Linked DNA regions of Zea mays: region 1 is linked to region 2. Evidence: chromatin contacts called from public Hi-C data. All regions are on one chromosome and are shown on one strand. Each heading gives the region's core, a stretch centred on a gene start, on an enhancer-like site or on the middle of the called end of the contact. The rest is flanking DNA. Distances are from core to core; before and after follow the strand shown.

Region 1 (3,672 bases), core at 3-2,502, 190 kb before region 2:
CATATAATAAAATTTGAAAAGTAGGACATAGTATTCACTATTTATTAGCTGAAAAATTGAAGTCACAGTTTTATGTTTCAATTCCCAATTAATTTTATATCTTGGTACATACCTAGGTCATTGAACTCATTATCATTGTCGCTTTCTTTTTTGGCGTTCTCTAGTAGAAGGATGGTGGTCATATGCTGCATCTCGTGGCCGATGACTTGTTTCCCCAATAGGCTCCTCTACCAAATACTCTTCTTGGCTTTGAATGATGCACTTTCTCATACCCCTTGCCATGTCTGCTGGCATACCAAAATAAAAACTTATCATGTGTAATTAGCTGGTCTAGAAATGTAAATGGAGTTCAGTAAAACATAGCATTAATCCATACATTGGCCAACATAGAAAAGAATTTATCAACAGACTTGATTTAATAAAACACTTGGAGTCTGAAACAGAGCCCATCTCAATGAGGAAAAATTGTTTTACTAACATCTCTAAAACTTCAAACAAAGTACAATGTGTCTGCAAGTATTTAGACATCGTATAAAAATAAGTCATGTAAAAGTTGACATTAGTACCACTAGCTCCAAGTATCCCACAACTATGGACAATGTGTCTGCATTGCAGTTTCTGAAAAACACCTAACAGGATGCTCTGCTATTCTTGATAAATGTCTATAAAAGGTAGTTGACATTTTAGATTTGCAAAATATATTGGACACCTTTGATATCTGACCATCGTATCCATGAAACATGAAACTATAGAAATAGAGGATGTTCACTTTGAAATTCTGTAAAATAATGTATATGGAAACTGCTATGAATATCTAGTTACAAAAATCAGAGGAACTATACATCTGCTAACTACAGAAACAATAAGAACTAGTACAAGGTTACTTGAACTAAAGTATAAGGAAACTGCTATGAAATGCAGCAGTACTCAGAGAAGTGAAAAAATGGCCCAGATTTGGTGCAGCCTTACAACCGACGGCAAGGAAACACACGCCGTGCGTCCTCTGTGAGCTGCAGCCGATTCCTCGAACTGGCGCACACCGGCCGCCGCCAATTCCTGCCTTAGCGCGCACCAGCCTCCACCAATCCCCGAATTGGAGCGCTCACCAATTCCTGCCATCACCAGCCTCCGTCGTCGCCAGCGAAGCCAAAGGACGGATTGGGGGAGGCTGTTGGACGTGGCCTAGGGAAGGGGTAGTAGCGTGAGTAGTGGATAAGTTGCGTGAGGAAAGAGGGTGAGGGTTAGGGATCACATTGACGCTATGTACAGCCAGATGGGTTTGTAGGGTCTGTACGGTGGCTCCACAACGAAATTGGTGGGAAAACTTGAAAAATTAGGGAAAAAACAAATATGGAATTACCGAATTTCAGATCAAATGCCAAATTTCACAATTTGAGCTATATTTCTAACTTTTGTTTGTCTCTATTTTGGACCATTTACTAATTTCTATGCTTCAAATGCCTTTTCAAGTCGAAATAAATAAATAAATAAATACCAATTGTGCGTAAACAATAGTGAAACTTAGCATGGAGTCATAACATGGTCCCGGTTGGTTGAGATAAAAAGTTTAGATTATTATACAGAAGTATGAATACAAGTGCTTCAAAAATGGACAAATCTCCACTACGTTTCATACCATTGATCTACAACTTCACAGTTTGAGCTATATTTGTAACTTTTGTTTATGTTTTTGCCAAAAAGGTGCACCAAATGTTCATCTAACTGTTATAAACTTAATTCATGTAAAGATGTCCCTATCTTGGACCATTTACTAATTTCTATGCTTCAAATGCCTTTTTAAGCCGAAATAAATAAATACCAAATGTGCTCAAACAATAGTGAAACTTGGCATGGAGTCATAACATGGTCCTGGTTGGTTGAGATAAAAAGTTTAGATGATTATAAAGAAGTATGAATATAGGTGCTTCAAAAATGGACACATCTCACTACGTTTCATACCATTGAACTACAACTTCACATCTTGAGCTATATTTGTAACTTTTGTTTATGTTTTTGCCTCAAAAGTGCACCAAGTGTTCATCTAACTGTTCTAAACTTAATTCATGTAAAGAAGTCCCTATTTTGTACCATTTACTAATTTATATGCTTCAAATGCCTTTTCAAGCCGAAATAAATAAATAAATGCCAAATGTGCTCAAAAATAGTGAAACTTGCTATGGAGTCATAACATGGTCCTAGTTGGTTGAGATAAAAAGTTTAGATGATTATACTGAAGTATGAATATAGGTGCTTCAAAAATGGACACATCTCCACTACGTTTCATACCATTGATCTACAACTTCACAGTTTGAGCTATATTTGTAACTTTTGTTTATGTTTTTGCCTCGAAAGTGCACCAAGTGTTCATCTAACTGTTATAAACTTAATTCATGTCCCTATTTTGGACCATTTACTAATTTCTATGCTTCAAATGCCTTTTCAAGCCAAAATAAATACATATCAAATTTGGTCAAAAATAGGGGTCAAATGTTAGATAAAAAATTTAGATGATTATACAAATTTGGGTCAAATGTTCTCTGATTTGGACAAAAAAAGCAAAAAAGGTGGTTGTAGACGCAATGTCAGGAATTGAACCTAGCACACAATGAAACAATAAGGAAAGACACACCATTGCACTATGTGAAGATTGTTTGAGTAGTTTAGCAAATGAAGTACTCAGTAAACACATCATTCCAGTCCAGCACTGCACCTTCAGTTACCTTCAGCCCACATTACAGCACACATTACACGGCATATTACAGTAGACATTACACTAAACCTTCTGCACTTTGTGCAGTTCACTGAAACTGAGTTTGGTTTGTGCAGTTCATTGAAATTGAAATTTGGTTTGTGCAGTTCAATGAAACTAAAAAAACAGTTTGTCAGTTTGTTCACTGAAACTGAAAATTTAGTTTGCATTAAACTGAAAATGTGTTAGACAATGCAGTTACACTAAGACAATTTGTGCTGTTACACTGAAACTAAAAATTGAATTTGGCTGAATTTGGTTTGTGCAGTTCACTGAAATTGAATTTGGTTTGTGCAGTTCAATGAAACTGAAAAACAGTTTGTCAGTTTGTTCAATGAAACTGAAAAATTAGTTTGTTCACTGAAACTGAAAATGTGTTAGACTATGCAGTTACACTAAGACAATTTGTGCAATTACACTGAAACTGAAAATTGAATTTGGTTAGCTATGAGACAGTTTGTTCACTGAAACTGAAAATGTGTTAGATAGTAACAGAGACTTTTGGCATTATAAATCATGGCACATTTGGGTGTAATAAACTGTTTTATTGTTCCCAGATTATGTTCCTAGAACCGTGCTTGTTGAACAATTTCCTAGAAACTAGTGTTCCCAGAACTACTTGCTTGACCGAGTAACTTGTGTTCCCAGAAACTTGTGTTCCTAGAAACTTGCATGCTTGTTGTTCCCAGTTTCTGTTTCTAGAAACTTGCGTGCTTGATGTTCCCAGAAACTTGCGTTCCCAGTTACAATTTCCTGATAGATAATAAGAAAGTGCAAAGTATGCTTGAGCCATTTATAGTTTCCTGGTAGATAAAGGAACTACCATAGACTGCATTGTAGAATCCATTTACAGTTTCCTGATAGATAATAAGAAAGTGCAAAGTATGCTTAAGCACCATGCATGCTTGAGCCATTTATAGAGT
Region 2 (3,353 bases), core at 479-2,978:
CGCTGCCCTGCAGTGCAGGCTGCAGGTTGCTGCAGTGCATGCTGGCATGCTGCAAGAGACGTGTTACTGAAGCCTGGCAAGGTGACAGGGGAATTGGCTCTGCGCCTGGCCCTTTTCTTTTTCTCTCATGGTCAGCTGTCTAGAGTCTAGACTTTACTTTGTGACTCATATAATTCTTCATTTGTTCACTTGCTAAACATAGATTGTTGTTCACCAGCACATTAGATTTTTAGACTTTAGTTAGTTTGGTTTGGTCAATTATTTGCTAGAATAATTGATAAAATTATTTTTATGTTTGTAGGGATAGGATAGTTAGATTTTTTATCAAGAAACAAAAGAAAGATATTTCTAACGCAACTCATATGAGCGATATATATTGAGTATTTAATCTACATATTTCTTAGATATTTGAATTGTATCTTGTTACTTGTGTCGTATTAAACATTAATTAGATTATTAGTTTTGTCTACATTTTCTTAGATATAATCCTGGATCTGCCACTAGATACAGTTGCTGGTATATGCAACGGTACATAAAAAAAGTCCAAGAAGTTACTGCAAGGACGGGTGTCTGCATCACATTAGTTTTATTATCACCACCAGTTCTAGGGGTTTGAGCTCTGCCAAACAGGGTGGGAGGTTTCTTTTGTTTCTAGGTTAAATTCAGGATGGCGATTGAGATTATAGAAGTGAAATCTTGCATTATATGCCAGCATGACATCTTTGCCAATTATTTACGCAAGGGCCCGTATGTTATTATTATAACCACAGACCACTCGTATGTTGTAGACACCAACCTCCAACAAACCTGTCTCCACCAACCACCATCACTCACTGACGTGCAAGAATACCCCGGCCGGCATTTCCAGCTTCCACTTGTATGTTCACATCGACCACGCGCAGGTGACAGCCACATCTACCAAACAAAGGAATCAAATGGAGAAGGTACACCGCGCTCACCGTGACCTCGATGGGCACCTTCTTGTCGATGCGGTGCTGGTAGTAGAGGTCGATGCAGTCGATGCCGAGCCGCTTGAGGCTGGCCTCGCAGGCTGCCCGTACATACGCCGGGTCACCGCGGATCTCGCGCTTGCCGTCGGCGAAGGAGACGGCAAACTTGGTGGCCAGCTCGACCTTCTCCTTTACACCGCCTTGAAGCGCCTTCACGAATTCAGAAGCATTACATCGAACATCTTCAGTGCAAACTTGAAAAGGGCCACAGGAAACAGAGATCTAATTCGAGCGGACCGACCTTGCCTAGCAGGATCTCGTTGGTGTGCGGGCCGTACATGTCGGAGGTGTCAAGGAGGGTGACCCCGGCGGCGACGGCGTGGTGGATGAGCTTGATCATGTCAGGCTCGGGTTTGGGCGGACCGTAGAAGGCGGACATGCCCATGCAGCCGAGGCCCTGCGCGGAGACCTCTAGCCCCTGGGAGCCCAGCTTGATGCGGGGGACGGACACGGTAGCGGCAGCCATTGCAGATGCAGGAAGATGCTCGTCGATGGTCTCGGGTAGTTGGAGGTGGTGTGGTGCTGTCGTCCACCGGCCGGCCGTGGCTATAATAAAGAGTGCGACTGTGCGAGGCCCTCTGTGCCGGCGGGTAGTGCCGTAGTGGACTGGATGTCATAACGTCACTCACTGCACATGTGAGCCCAAACATAACGTATTACTGTCGATAGAAAAACACGTCACTGCCTCACTGGCTGCCATCTTGCTCTGAGTCAGCGCGGCAACCTTCTGCACCGCAGCAGCTCCAGCTCTCCAATGGCTTCCCAGCTACCCTCCCTCGCCGCGCCGGCAGGACTGTGCCTGCTGTCAGCTCTTGCCGCAGCGCTGCTGGTGCTCACCCTCTACGTCCTGGGCGCCGTCGCGTCATTCGCTGTCTTCTGCGCCGGAGAGTTCGCCCGGAGAGACCCGGGCCGGCCGCCGCTCACGGGGACGATGCTCCGGCAGCTCAAGAACTTCGACAGGCTGTTCGACGAGCATGTCAGGTACGCGCTGGCGCATCGCACCAGCCGGCTGGTCTACCCTGGACACAGCGAGCTCTTCACAGCCGACCCCGCTGTCGTTGAGCATGTCCTCAGGACCAACTTCAGCAAATACAGCAAGGTGGTTTCCCGAACCCGTCAAACTCTTTTATCCCCCCTTCCATGTCCACCAGTCTCATATCAGCACGTAGCTCAATTTATTATGTGCCAGATGCCTAAATCCTGCATCAAATGGTGTCAGAACTTCAGTAATCTGCAATTAACTTGAAACAACACTACACTTGATTCAGCAAGAATACCATCACCCTTGAAATTACTTTTTTAAGTGTGACTTCAACCTTTTCATCTTTTCTGCCAGATCATTTAAGTACTTAACCATGCAACCAACTGAAATGGCAGGCTACAACAATATGAGCTTATGGACATGATTTTGAACTCATTTGAGAATGATACACAGGGAGCCTACAATATTGGAGTAATGAAGGATCTCTTCGGGGATGGAATTTTTGCAATAGATGGGGATAGCTGGAGGCACCAGAGGAAGCTGGCAAGCCATGAATTCTCAACCAAAGTGCTACGTGAATTCAGCAGCGTTGTCTTCAGAGCAAATGCTACAAGACTGGTAGATAAGATATCATCTGCAGCAGCTAACAGAACTATTCTAAACATGCAGGTACCTACATCACTAACATGAAAGTGCATATATATCATTACTTCGTAAATACGGTCATATTGGTAAATATTAGTTAAGTGCTACTCCCTCCGTTCTAAATTATAAGACATTTTGGCTTTTTTAAATACATAGATTAAGCACATAGATATACACTATGTCTAGATACGTAATAAAATCAATGTATCTAAAAAAAGCTAAAACGTCTTATGATTTGGAACCGAGAAAATACATAATATTTGTATTTGATAGAAAAATTGGATCATATTAATGCATCCTTTTTCAGGATCTTTTGATGAAAACAACTATGGATTCAATCTTTAAAGTGGGATTTGGTTTCGAGCTGAACACGCTATCTGGATCAGATAAATCCAGTGTTCAGTTCAGCAACGCCTTTGATGAGGCAAACTGTATTGTCTACCACCGCTATGTCGATCTGTTCTGGCAGCTGAAACGTTATTTCAATATTGGATCAGAAGCGAAGCTCAGAAAGAACATTCAGATCATTGATGACTTTGTGATGAATTTGATACACCAAAAGAGAGAGCAAATGAACGGGCAAGATAATGTAAGGGCTGCAAAACTCTAGCCTCAATATAAGCTTGTCCACCTTCTGTGTTGGTATATGCTTTTTGGTAACAACCTGATGCAGAAAACTCGATCTGGCACTAAAATAAGAGATCTTTGTGCCTAGC

What was found. Hi-C and Micro-C count contacts between places; a contact is called where the count stands out from the background.
Region 1: a Hi-C map of endosperm shows a contact between it and region 2, with 2.8 times the contacts expected there. The contact joins the promoter of LOC103629424 here to the promoter of LOC100273436 in region 2. A contact is called at or near these places in 4 of 25 Hi-C or Micro-C datasets (bundle sheath, ear, endosperm and 1 more).

Annotation. Positions count from the first base shown.
Region 1 is chr6:73,469,226-73,472,897 of Zm-B73-REFERENCE-NAM-5.0, reverse strand. LOC103629424 reads right to left here and starts at 1,252. Exons shown (of 16, transcript XM_020539255.3): 1 at 113-1,252.
Region 2 is chr6:73,284,274-73,287,626 of Zm-B73-REFERENCE-NAM-5.0, reverse strand. LOC100273436 (putative cytochrome P450 superfamily protein) reads left to right here and starts at 1,728. Exons shown (of 6, transcript NM_001147873.1): 1 at 1,728-2,109; 2 at 2,446-2,661; 3 at 2,945-3,226. The coding sequence starts at 1,765. It overlaps LOC100282958, which reads right to left and starts at 1,453. Exons shown (of 5, transcript NM_001155863.2): 1 at 1,252-1,453; 2 at 960-1,160. The coding sequence starts at 1,395.